Linked DNA regions of Macaca mulatta: region 1 is linked to region 2. A link is a contact called in public Hi-C data. All regions are on one chromosome and are shown on one strand. The core of a region is the stretch at or near the end of the contact, and the rest is flanking DNA. Distances in the headings are between cores, read along the strand shown.

Region 1 (6,574 bases), core at 2,804-5,303, 280 kb before region 2:
AGTAAATAAATAAACCAAAAAGTACAATTGTGATGCAATAAAAATTTCTTTATGGACAGTGATGTTTGAAATTCATATAATTTTTGTTATGTGATATTATTCCTATTTTGATTTTTCTTCCACTATTTAAAAATATAAAAACCATTCTTAGCTTGTATCTAAGTACAAAAACAGGTAATACAAAAATAGGCCATTGTTTGCCAACCCTTGCATTAGAAGGAGGCATGATAATCAACACAATACTTTTCTTGTACTTACCTCAGTGTTTGGAGCAACTAAGGAAAATTCATGAGACAGATCAAGCTTAATGCCATCAAAATTTATTTCTGAAGGCCTTGCAACTGGGTCAGCACTAAAAACATAAGATGGTCGAGGTACTCCCTCTTGATTAAAATTAGATTCCATTCTGCAAGAATAACAGTAACTTCTTTAATAACATTAGTAAGTCAGCATATAAACCACCCACACTTTCAAAAGTCTAGCCCACTACTTCCTTCCAAATAACTAGATTTTAGAAAAGAAAAGCATTACATTTCTTCATTTATAACACAATAGCCTACAGGAAAGACAAAAGATCAAATTATATTTACAGACTCTGAATCTAATAATACTGAACACAGCCTACTATTTTCATATAATATCCATTCAAAGAGGTTTCATGAGTACAGGTAATCTGTAAAGATGGTATAAAACGTTTACTCTCTCCCTGAAATCCTCTCAAAACTCAAATAGTAAGGAGATCACAGAGTAAATTATAACCTTGTGTTCTCTACTTAGTGACTCCTGTAGAATGTTACTTACAGACTTTCTTTTAGCATTTAGAAGTTAAAACTCAGTTATCTGGGCCTGGCGTGGTGGCTCACGCCTGTAATCCCAGCACTTTGGGAGGCCAAGGGGGTGGGGGTGGATCACAAGGCCAGGAGTTCAAGACCAGCCTAGCCAAGATGGTGAAACCCCATCTCTACTAAAAATACAAAATAATTAGCCAGCCGTGGTGCCGGGCGCCTGTAATCCCAGCTACTCGAGAGGCTGAGGCAGAGAATTCCTTGAACCCCAGATGTGGAGGTTACAGTGAGTCGAGATCGCGCCACTGCACTCAAGCCTGGGCGACAGAGAGAGACTCTGCCAAGGGGAAAAAAAAAAAACACTCAGCTATCTGAAAAATTACTTTCAATTTCAAATTCAGGTAAAAAGTAAAATAATATATGTAAACACATTCAAAACAGTACCTGACACATCACAGGTTTTAAGTTAAATAGGAATAATGCATCAGTAAACTATTACAATTGAATTAAACATAAAATCACTAAACTAAAAGGTAAACTTAAGGATAACATTAACTAAAAAATACTAACATTCTAATATTTACTGAGAATCTACTAGATGTACAATACCAGAGAGAGGGGGAGGACTCTGAGCTGTTTTTTGACAAGATTATAAAATATCCACATCAGTGACTCCCAAACTAAGGTCCCTAGCTCAAGAAAGTAGTAACGAGCAAAACCCACAGGTATTATACAAAATGAACCAAAGATGGCCCTTGCATGACGGCCCTAAATTGTATACTTCTTCACAGCTGGTAGGGATCTGAGCTCAAACGCCCACTGGATCAAAGACCATAAATGTTTAAAATAAAAATTAAAAAGCCTATGGCCGGGAGCAGAGGCTCACGCCTGTAATCCCAGCACTTTGGGAGGCCAAGGCAGGTGGATCACAAGGTCAGGAGATCGAGACCATCCTGGCCAACATGGTGAAACCCCATCTCTACTAAAAATACAAAAAAATTAGCCGGGTGTGGTGGCGTGCGCCTGAAGTCCCAGCTACTAAGGAGGGTGAGGCAGGAGAATCACTTGAACCCAGGAGGTAGAGGTTGCAGTGAGCCAAGATCGTGCCACTGCACTCCAGCCTGACAACAGAGCAAGACTCTGTCTCAAAAAAAAAAAAAAAAAAAAGCCTGCTGGGGTGCCAAACTCAAATTCTGAAGCATCCATTTACTTTCAATATGGCCCAAAATAAGCATATTTTTAGCCATTTAGAACCTGCCAGGTTTGAACGCCCCATGAAACTGCACCCAACATTTGCCAGACACATAAAACCTGGGATTATCAAGACCCCCAAGCTGCTGCTGCCCTTGAGAGTTCTATGATCTAGAGACTCTCCACTGTGCAACATCACTTAGACATGTAAGCCCCTCTATGATTCTTTCCTCCCCACTCCCCATCCCCCTTGCCCTCTTTCCCCTCTGGATGGTGGCCCCTCACCCTGGTCTAGAAAACGTCCCATACTGAGAGGGATTTCCTTTGCCTACAATTCTGTCAAAGTCCTTGTTTATTCCTGTCACCTTGTTGACAATCTTTTTCCTTGATCAGGCTGAAATTCCTAAACGTATCACAAGAACGTGGCTGGATTTTTTCCCCTAAATTGCAAAAGGACTAAGGAAAGCACCGATCTAGATCATGGGGAAAGGGGTGCAGAGCGGGGAGCATTTGCAAAATGTCAAAGTACCGGCTTGACATTTCAAAACACAGAGTTCATGGAAATGCCCAGAAAACTAAAAAACATCTGTGGTTTCAAGAATATTCCTGTGTACGAAAAGCAGTTATAATAAAGTATTTGTTCATATGCTCATTTTTCAATGAACAAACTACTTCCTAGCATTTCTAAAAGTGTTGAGATGTAACTTCTTGCAATTTTATATGACTACTACTTATACATGGCCTACCCAACTAAACTGGAAACTTCTTGATGGCAAGAACCTTATCTTATACCACTCTGTAGCCCCTACAACAAATTCAGTGACTTATGTAGGGATAAAGACTCCCTGACTAATGACTTAAAATAATGGTTATAAAGAAAAAACTCTTCTCCCCTCCCCCCCCAAAAAATCGGTCCTAATCTGCAATACTATATTTCGTGACAGCAGGCTTCAAGACCTCATTTTTCATTTCAAAAGGCTGCTCTGACTGGAAAACTGCATCTTTATTTATCTTCTCTCCAATAAGAATTCGCAATTGGAGACTTTAGTGAAAAATAGTAGAATCTGTTACTGAATGAGGTTTCTAAATGTGGTCTACAACACACAGCCTCAAAAAGTCTTCACAACTAACTGATGAGTATTTTACGTTATTTTACAATTTAAAATCTGGAGTCTTGGACATGTAATAAAACACATACACTGTTACACTACCTAACCCATAAGGCATGAACTTGTGTAAACTAGTACTTTAGCAAAAAATATTAGAGAATTGTGCCAGACAGGCATCACTGAACCAGGAAGCGAATCGAGATGGAGAAAGCCTTCTAAACTGAGAAATAACAGCAGTCACTGTGCCACGAACTCTTCAGCCTGGCACTGCAAAACCCTAGAAGGGCAAGCCTCAAGCACCAGTAGGAGTAGTCTGGAAATAAGTGCACAGAGGCCACCACACGGCTCCCCCCGCAAAAAGGCCGTGTTACCTACCTGCCGAGCAAACTGCTCACCTCAGAGCTTCAGAAAACTAGCTGCGGCAAAAGAGGCCTGTTTCTCAACAACAGAAGCAACAACAATAATAACATTAATGACTGCAAACATTTAGTAACTACTGTGTGCCAGCACTAACAACTTTACACATTACCATTTAATCTTCACAAAAGCCGAAAGAAATCGATACTTTATTGCCGCCTTTTAACCGATAAGAAAACTAAGATACAGAGAGAGTAAATGAATTGTCTTGCGTCACTCAACTAATAAGCACTGGAGGCGAGATTTAAACCCTAACCGAAATAGTATGACTCAATGCTCGCTGCGTACCTGGTGTTCCCATCACTCCGCAACCCAGTTCCTGACAGTAACCTCCACGGGGGTACGAGCACTGTCGGAACATGTCCACATTGCCAAAGCCGTTTCCCCACCTTAGGCCCCATAAATATGTAGTCACCCACCTCCTTCCCTACACCTTCCCCCGGGCCACCTTCTCACCTGCAAACGTCGCCTGGTTAGCCGGACCCGCGAGAAGCACTGCGATGTTAGCGTTTTCAAATTCAAACAATGGCGGCCAGGGCACCGCACTGAACGCTGGGAGTGGGTGTGGCGTCCGGAGCTCCGCCAGGGAGCGCCGCCGGCTGGCGCTGCGGACTTTCTAGTGGCTCCCGGAAGAAGCTCTCCAATGTGGGGGCGGGTCTTGAAAAGCGGGCAGCCAAAGAGCGGAAGCAGGCGTGGGAAGCCCGGGTGCCGACGGTCTCGTTTACCTAGCAGCTCGGCTAGTCGGGCACTAGTAGTGTGCTTCCTCGCGGCTGTCGTTAAGTCCCACGCTGTTGACTGTGACACCGATCTCCGATTCTGTCCTCGAGGCACTAAAGATGTGGCGAAGGCCCGAAGTGAGGCCGCTGCCACTGCACTTAGTCCTGCGACTCCCCAAGGACTGGCCGAGGAATGGAGGGCTAGCCACTTCCCAGTCCTGTCCCTACGGGATCTGAAAAGACTCGGCATCCCGGGGTCCGGAGGGTCACTTCCCTCGCTGCATCCCCATTGTGCAACTGCCAGTCTCAAAATTGATGTAGGTAAGCTTATGAATGTTAAAACTAATGAATGCAAGATGCTAAAACAAAACATTAACTGAAAGGTTGTCGGGGAAGAGGATGTTAGTATCTCAAAGAATTTCACCCTACAGATCATTTATTATAAAGGGAAAATAGAATTTTACACTGAAGGGATTTATTAGGCATACCTTAACCAAGTGAAGATACTTAGCACCGCTAATAGCACCTGATACTATTTGTACTAGAAATGTTTGACATGAATCTAATCATGAGGAAACAATCAGAAAAAAACAATGTAGAACATTCTACAAGACAAAAGGCCTAGGCTCTTCTTCAGAAGTGTCAGTGTCATGACAGGAAAAAGAAAAAAACGAAGTGGAAAATTGCTTTAGTCGAGAGTCAAAAGAAACCAAATGAAATCTGTGAATCTTAGTTGGTTTATAGATTTAAAAAAAAATGCGAAATACATTTGTGGACAATTGGGGAAATTTAAATATGAACTACATATTAGATGAATCAGTTTTAAATTGGTTGCATGTGAGAATGAATTTGTGGTTAAGTGGAAGAATGCCTTTGTTTTTGGAAGGCGCTGGCGCTTGCTAAAGTAGTTAGCAAAGTGTCACAGTGTTTGCAGCTTACTTTCAAAAGATATGGCAAAAAAATAAAATAGAGAAAGCAAATGTGGCAAAATAATAGTAATTGGTGAATCTAGGTGAAGGGTATAATGGTGTACATCGTACTAGTCTTGCAACTTTCTAAAATAACTGAGATTTTCTAAAATAAGAGGAGGGGGAAAAAGGAATAAAATTCTGATCTTTACCATGGCCTCCCAGGCCCTGCACAATCAGGTGTCAGCCAACCTCACTGCCCACTAACTGTACAGTAAGGTGATCTGCTCTGGATACCTCAAACACAACTTCTTTCCAGCATGTATGAACCTTTGCATGGATTATTCCCTCTTCCTGAATTCTCTCTTCGCCATTCAACACGTGGCACTTCCCTTTATCCTTTAGATTACATCTAAAATAGTACCTTCTTAAAGAAGACTTTCCTGACTACTGTATCTCAAGTGAGCACTCTTTTTTTATTTGCAGGTTCAATTTCATTTTTATACTTTTTACAACTAGCAATTGTTGTTTTTCCCCTGCCCCATAAAATGTAAGTTCTGTGAGTAGAAGAACTGTGTTTTGTTTGGTCACTAATGTATCCTCAATGACTGTAACACAAGACAAGCAAATCAATCTTTGTTGAACAATGAATGAAGGCTTATGTGGCTGGGTAGAGACCATGGGGAGGAGTCGGGGGAGTGAATCTGGAGGCATGGGCGGAGGCCAGACCCTGTGAGTCTTAGCCAAGTTACTGACTTGAGTATTATGAAATGCTTACTGGATAACCGGTTTTAAGCATGGGCATGGTACAATCCAATGTGCGTCTATCTTTTGAAAAGGTTAATCTCCTGGAGAAACTAGAGGCAGCCAAGGAGGATGCTGTTGCAAGAGATTCCAGGAAAAGATAATGATAATGTGGACTTGGAAGATGGCAGAGGAGTTGCAGAAAAGTGACCAGATTTTAGAGGTATTTTTTCCTACGTTTTTCATTTCAGCACCAGCTGCTGGGTTTTTCCCTTAGGGAGATGCAGAGCCAGCTTGATTGGGAAGTGCTTAAGATTTAGTACCCTTTCCAAAGAATTCCATCTGTGCCCTTGAAGTGAATATTAACATAAAATGGAAAATTTGGTAAGTTAAGTTACATCAAAGTGATTTTCTGCCCTGGCCACAGTCTCTACTGTTAGTAATAGCTAACTTCCTTTATGCCTGGTAGTATTCTTAGCACTTTATACTCATTTAATCCTAAGAGTAACTCTGTAAGGCAATTTGTTGTTAACTCCTATTAATAGAAGAGGAAACTGAGGCGTGGAGCTAGTAAGGAAAGAGTAAAGGTATCTACTAAATAGAAATGTTGAAGATTAAATCAGGTAATAGTGTAAAGTATTTATAAAAGTATCTGGCACATGTTAAATAATAACTTGTTTCAATTTATATAACAAACAGTGAGA
Region 2 (6,880 bases), core at 4,133-6,632:
TAAAGGGACTGCTCTCATTTTTAAATTTACATATTTTTGTAATTTTTTTTTGGAAATTTACAATGAGAATTCATTATTTTTATAACAATCAAACCATAATAGAAATTTTAAAGATAATAAAAAACAAAAAGTAAAACACACACTTACATAATAATTTTAAGAGTTACATTGGAGGAATGGAGAATTAAATCACATAGTACGTTTCCACTAATACTGTGATGGTACATAATTGTGTAGTCTATAATCAAAGAAACTACATTAGATAAGCCACATAATCAAAGAAACTACATTAGATAAGCCACATTAAGTAACATCCAAATTAAAAAGTCCCCTGGGATAAAAGCCCTCAAGCAGTAACCCCTGAAGGTGGATATTAAAACTGAAAGCCATGCTTAACTCTTCCTGGAGTATCTACATGAAAAAAACAACACTCTGAAAATTTCACATTAAAAAAAAAAGCTTCATAGAAGTCACTTTGAAATGCTAAAATAGCCAAAGGCCAGAAATTGAGGGTATAAAAACGCTATTCAGAACAGATTCAAAATTAGTACACTGAAATATTGGTCATCTATGGGGGTAGGTTAGGGACATCTTCTTTTTCCATTTGTTTATCATTTCTCCCAATTTCCCAATGGCTGCTTTATATCTCAATAATTTTAACCTAAAAATATTGTAATTTTGGCTGGAAGGAATAAAATTAATTGCATATAGATTCATTGCAGATTTTTTTTAGTAAAAAAAAAAAAACAAAAATTTGAGACTCACTATTTTCCATTATTTATTGTTTTCCCACATAATTATTTCTAACTACTTAATAAACATTTGGGGATTGAATCCCTGAAGTTACATATTTAAAATTTGAGGAAATCTTTTTTCTTCTCTTCTAGTTTTTTCATTTTATTGAAGTCACTAGAGATGACAAACTTTTTTATTATAAACTTTTTTCCAACAAAAAAGATATTTTAGGTGACTATTAGATTGATAGCTAAATATCCTCATCAAAGTCAAAACATCTGTAACTAAAAAGTGCTGTCTTTTGCAAACTACATAGTTAAGAGCTTAACTATTAATAATGTAATTTTGTACTCCTGGAAGAGTATTCCTGATCTAGGTATCAAAGGTTTACATAGGAATATATTTACTACATAATATGAGAAATTTGCCAAAATGTAATCTGCAAAGTGTTACAAAGAGCAGAGATAAAAAGCTCAGATCTAATGGCCATACCATTAAGTTACAATAGCTAGAATATTGCTATTTCTCAACGGATTATAGTATTTTAATTAAAAAGAAAAAGAAAACTACACAAGATTCATCATAATGCATATAAAGTATTTAGCACAATGCTTGGTACACAATAACTATTCAATAAATATTAGTTCTATAATAAACAATGGATTAAAACAAACAAACAAACAAAAAAACCAGAAGAACCCAAAACGGAGGGAAAAACTTAGAGCTAATTTCCTAGAGTGTGTATTTAAATGGAAAGTCGGAGATCACAGAGCGCAGTAAGGAATTCTGCATTTTCTGGATCTATCTTTTGTGCCTTCTCATAGTACTCAGCAGCTTGCCTCTTTTCTCCTTCCAGCTTGTAAACAAATCCTAGGGCACTTAAACTCTGCACATCCAAAGCATTGTGACAAAGCCTCTTGGTAGCCAATTTCTTCAGAGCACTTGTCAGTTTGGTGCGAAGGGGTGATCTGTCTTTGACCTTTAAGGCTTCTAAATAATGATGGATGGCAGTATTTTCTGATTTACGGTGAAATTCCTGAAAGCGGCCATAGTGGTAATGGATCTGATGTTTGTGATCATCGGTTATGTTCTCCAGACGAAGAGCTTTCCGGAAAATGTCCTCAGCATTGCTATACTGGCCTCCTTCAGCATACATGTTGGCCAGGTCTGTGTAGGCAAATGCAAACATAGAGTCTCGTTCCATGGCTGCTTTGAAATGAAATATAGCAGATGAAATCAGCTCATCAACCTTTAGTTTATCCTTTCCTTTAGGTCTGTTGTGTGTGGCCTTCTTGATTTGGATCATTTGTGCCCTGTAGCAAAGTCCCATCTGGTGATGCAGGAAAGAAGAAGTTGGTGTCACCTCCAAGGCCTTTTTTAAAAGGTCGAGAGCTTTGTTCCAGGAATTTTTTCTCCTGTAGAATTTGGCTGCATAACGAAGGACATAAGGCTGGGATGATATTTGGTCCAGGATTTCTTCAATATACTTTTCCCCTTCAGCTTCTGCATGTACATCTTGAAGCTTCAGTGCCAGAAAAACCTTAATGTAGCTGTTATCTGGGTTCAGGGTAACAGCCTTTCTCAAAGGCCCCAGAGAAAAGCTCTTTACAGACCCCTCTCTATCAGAATCATCCAGCCGATACACTGTGATAGCATAGCCGATGTTAAATTCTGGATTGTCAGGTTCCACTTCCAGAGCCTTCTCAAAAGCCGCTTTAGCCTTTTGATAATACTTTCCTCCAAATTTCAAGAGTGCCCACCCTTTCTCACAGTCAATCTCAGGACACTCCAACTTGTAGTTAGAAGGACTGGACAATTTCTTGCAGACGTTCCCTATCTTACCTGTATACTTCTGAGCTTCCTCAAGCTGGTTCATGTGATAATGCACCCAGGCATAGTTTCCCCAAGTGACCAGGCTTCGTACTTCTTCTTTGTCTGAGTGTTCTCTCTGGATTATTTCTTCTGCTTCTTCCAAGCACTCAAGGGCGTCTTTATTTTGGCCTTTTAGGTGTTTCACATAGGCCAATAGGTTATAAAGTGCAAGTCTAGATTTTGTGGTAAGAAATTCAAGCTGTTGCCCAATTGTATCTTCCACCTCAAACAGATCAATGTCTTCCTTAAGTAAATTCCATGTAAAATGACATTCTAACTCCAACAGAATGGCCTTCAAGGGGTCCTTAGGAATTTCACTGTCAAAGATAAAATACTTTTTAATTTTTGAAGAAATACAAGAAATAATTTTCTAAACCTGAAATATTGTTCTTTGCATAACAACTAATTTTATCCCTATTTGATCTTACAGTTAAAGCATTAGGTTCCCATAACTTTAGAGTTTCTTCTATGTACAGTTATGTCCTAGAAATATTTCATTTAAATTCTCACTATTTATTGCAAAAACAGTTCTGGAGAGATGACAGAGCTTTCTGTATTACATGCATCTATTTCCTTTTGGCAATCACTAAACCACTGAAAATTAGGAATAAAGATATACATATTCAATAATTAATATGAAAATTCCATTTCTGTATTGAGTACTGATTCTGACTAGGAAACCTGGTAAAATTGTTCCTTGGTAATTGTTCCTTTCTCTAGTATAACTGTACCAAAAACATGGGCAAGACATGCCATGTCCTTACAGTCTGCTCAAATCCACAATATTGCTTTACCAGCCCTCTGCCTAAAACAAACGCTTGTTTTGAAGGTCTCTACCAGCCCAGCCCAAGGAGGATGAGGAGGGCTGCTCAGGTATTATGAATGTGGTTGTAAGATCTCAAAGGGACATTCAATCAGGTACTGAAGTGGTTTGTCCAGGCTCTGGAATTTATGCACAACTGGACACCATGAGAATTTTTACTGTTTAAACTTTGTCTACTTAATTTTGTAACTCTGTCTCTGGGAAGCTGATAAGAGAGAAGCTATTGCATCAGAAGAGGGTATCTTTCAGTAATTTTGTTCTTCTGCTAGGAAGAAGCAGTCTTTCATTGTCCTTGGGGGACAGTCCCCAATGGGGCCCAGCCCTTTTCCTCCCCATCCTGCATATGTACGGTGCACACCACCCTCTTTTTTTTTTTTTTTTTTTTTTAAGCCCCATCCTGATAGCACTCTCCTTTCTTAAAAATGTTACATGTGGCCAGGCACAGTGGCTCACGCCTATAATCCCAACACTTTGGGAGGCTGAGAGCGGCAGATCACGAGGTCAGGAATTCGAGACCAGCCTGGTCAACATGGTGAAACCCCCGTCTCTACTAAAGAGACAAAAAATTATCCATGAGTGGTGGCGCACGCCTGTAATCCCAGCTACAAGGGAAACTGAGGCAGGAGGATCGCTTGAACCCGGGAGGCGGAGGTTGCAGTGAGCCGAGATTGAGCCATTGCACTCCAGCCTGGGTGACAGGGCGAGACTCCATCTCAAAAAAAAGTTAGATGTGTGGGTGGCACTTAAACTTTTTTTTAACTTATAATAATGAGAATAGTTAACATTTATTGTGCAAGAATTATGTGCTAAGCAGTCAATTGCTAGGATTTATTATTGTCCTTTTCCACAGTCCCAAGAGATGGTCACCATTAATTTTTACAGATAAGGAACAGACTCACAGAGTTTGAGAAACTTTGTGGTCACTCAACTAGTAGGAGCTCAGTCAGGATTTAGAACAAGGGACTATCTGCTTTTAGAGCCCAAGACCTTAACCTTAACCTCTTATTCCTCAACTCATTAAATGCGGAAGGTTCACTAACCACGTGCAGGGCAGGGTACTAGCCCCTGGGGATACAAAATGATTAAGAAAAGGACGCCATCATACTGAATCAGTAAAGGAGTCAGATAAAGAAATCCTCATAAAATAGCGGATTGGGTGGGATGATAACAATCTGTGCTTGGTACAGAGGTAGCTCCCCGGAAGGGAAGAACTCAGACCCAGAAATCAGAAAGGCAAAATGGCAGTGGCAGGCGAATGTGACACCTGGAGGGCTGCGGCGAAACCGCGTATGCCACACCGAGGGAATGGCAGCTGGAAACAGAGGCACGCGATAGGGCCTAAGGAGACTCTGCATGTAGCAGCTGCCCCCGGAACGGCCCCGGGGGCTCTGCAGGCTCTGACCAGTTTCCCGGAGGCGGCGTCCGCGTGCCCCGCACGGTCTCCGTCGCCGCTTCCGAGAAAAGCCGTCGGGTCGCGCGGGGTGGACAGGCCTCCTGGGGGAGCGTCGCTCGGCACATGCCCTGACAGTCCCGACCGCAGACGCCAGGGATGGGGCAGGCTGCCGGGGAGCATCTCCTGTTCCTCCTCCCTGACTGGCCTCCTCAGGCGCTCGAGAGGGACCGGACTCCGGAGAAGCGTCCACTCGGCCACCCTCCCCGATAGGCCCGACTTCAGACGCCGTGCGCCGGGACAGAGCGCCTGGGGAGGGTCCCCAACGCAGATGCCTGGCTGCCGGGCGCGAGGGGCTTGGCCCCTGAAAAGGCCGCAGAATTGCGCTGGAAATGAATAAAAGATGCCCGGTTTGAAACAAAGGCCAACCCGGGGCTTGGGAGGAGAGGCAGAGGAAAACTCTTACCTCATGATGGCAACGCTCTGCAGGCCGTCAGGGCGGCGCAGTTCCTCGCGCGCTCTCTCTCTCCTCAGCACCTGGGACCGAGGGCAGCCGCGCAGTGGGAGGGCGGGTGCGCGTGCGCGTGCGCGCGCGCGCCCGCCAGGCCGCGGCAGCCCTAGGAGTCGGCCGCGCGGCCCGTCTTTGTTAAAGGAGGTACCCCAACCCCAGCTAGAAGAGGAAACTGGAAATTGAATGTGATGCCCGAGCTCTCAGAAAACGAAACTTAAGAAATGGAAACTTAACGAAGCTTCAGAATCCGAAACTTAATAGAAGAGCTCAAGAGCCGCGGCCAGACGTTTGCGAAGTCCAGGGTTTTTCGGAGTTAAATTTGCAGCTGGGCTCCTGCACTTTGGTCTCGGCTCTTATCTGCCTCTCTGAGTCCGCTGAGTTCGCGTGCTGCCCGTTTAACTCTTTGTTTATTTGAGACAGGGTCTCACTGTGTCACTCAGTCGTGATCTCAAGCGATGCACCCGCCTCTGCCTCCCAAGGTGCTGGGATTACAGGCGGAAACTGAAGTCCCTGCTTCCACTCCAGTCTTTTGATTCAACAAGAAACACGGTAATGCTATACATCTATGCTGTTATTTCTGTTGGGTGTAAGCTAGAGAAATTTGGAGTTAAAATCTATATACATTTTAAGTTTTGACGGATATTACCAAATAGCTTTAAAAATCCACTCCTACCCACAATCGTAGGAGAGTGCTTCTCTTCCAACCTTCGCCAATGGTGCTTTGTGTAATGAGTACCCAATAAAGACGAGAGTGGTATTGGGATCTAGGCAGAAAATGTCAAACACCCACCCATACCTTAAACATTTTGTCCCCTCTGAATTCATTCGGCAGATGTTGACAAACAACTGTAAGAGCCAGACTTTGTTCAAAGTACTGTCAATATAACAATAAAGAAAACAGACTCGGGCCTTACCCTTACTGAGTTAATGTCTGTATTCAAAATCTCAATATCCTGTCCGTAATTCACCTTTTGCATTGATTTTGATTTTTTTTTTTTTTTTTTTTTTTTTTTTTTGAGACAGGGTCTCACTCTGTCGCTCAGGTTGGAGTGCAATGGTGAGATCACAGCTCACTGCAGCCTCAACCTCCAGGGCTTATGCGATCCTCCCATCTCAGCCTCCTGAGTGGCTGGGACTGCAGGTGTCCACCACCATGTCGGGCTCATTACTTTATTTTTTGTAGAGGTGGGGTTTTGCCATGTTGCCCACGCTGGTCTCCACCACCTGGGCTCAAACATTTTTCTAATCCTTAAACATTGTTCCACCCACCTTGGCCTCCCAAAGTGCTGGGATTACAGGCATGAGCCACCATCCCTGGCCTGATTTTGAATTTTTAAAAACATATTGCATTGAAATATTGTCTACCTTGATCACTGAGCTTCTTGGCACCCCACCCCCTAAGACTTAGTGCCTGAAGCTAGTGCCTCATTTAAGGCAATCACTTCTAACAGTTGTGCTGTCTTACACAGAAACTGCTGGTCACATGTGGCTATTAAAGACCTGATTTTTAATTTAATATAAATTTAAAAACTGATAAGTTAATAGAAAA

The links. A called contact is a pair of places that touch in the nucleus more often than the background predicts.
Region 1: a contact with region 2 is called in a Hi-C map of fetal cortex germinal zone, with 2.8 times the contacts expected there. The contact joins the promoter of KIF20B here to the promoter of IFIT5 in region 2. A contact is called at or near these places in 3 of 14 Hi-C or Micro-C datasets (blood, fetal cortex germinal zone and fetal cortical plate).

What each region holds. Positions count from the first base shown.
Region 1 is chr9:101,751,913-101,758,486 of T2T-MMU8v2.0, reverse strand. It overlaps KIF20B (kinesin family member 20B), which reads right to left and starts at 4,053. Exons shown (of 33, transcript XM_015147654.3): 1 at 3,959-4,053; 2 at 259-406. The coding sequence starts at 405. It overlaps LOC144331446, which reads left to right and starts at 2,494. Exons shown (of 4, transcript XM_077947982.1): 1 at 2,494-2,609; 2 at 3,914-4,535; 3 at 5,966-6,093. The coding sequence starts at 2,494. The coding sequence ends at 6,034.
Region 2 is chr9:101,475,145-101,482,024 of T2T-MMU8v2.0, reverse strand. It overlaps IFIT5 (interferon induced protein with tetratricopeptide repeats 5), which reads right to left and starts at 5,382. Exons shown (of 2, transcript XM_001086665.5): 1 at 5,287-5,382; 2 at 1-2,924. The coding sequence starts at 5,291. The coding sequence ends at 1,481. It overlaps LOC144331165 (a long non-coding RNA gene), which reads left to right and starts at 5,385. Exons shown (of 2, transcript XR_013398118.1): 1 at 5,385-5,880.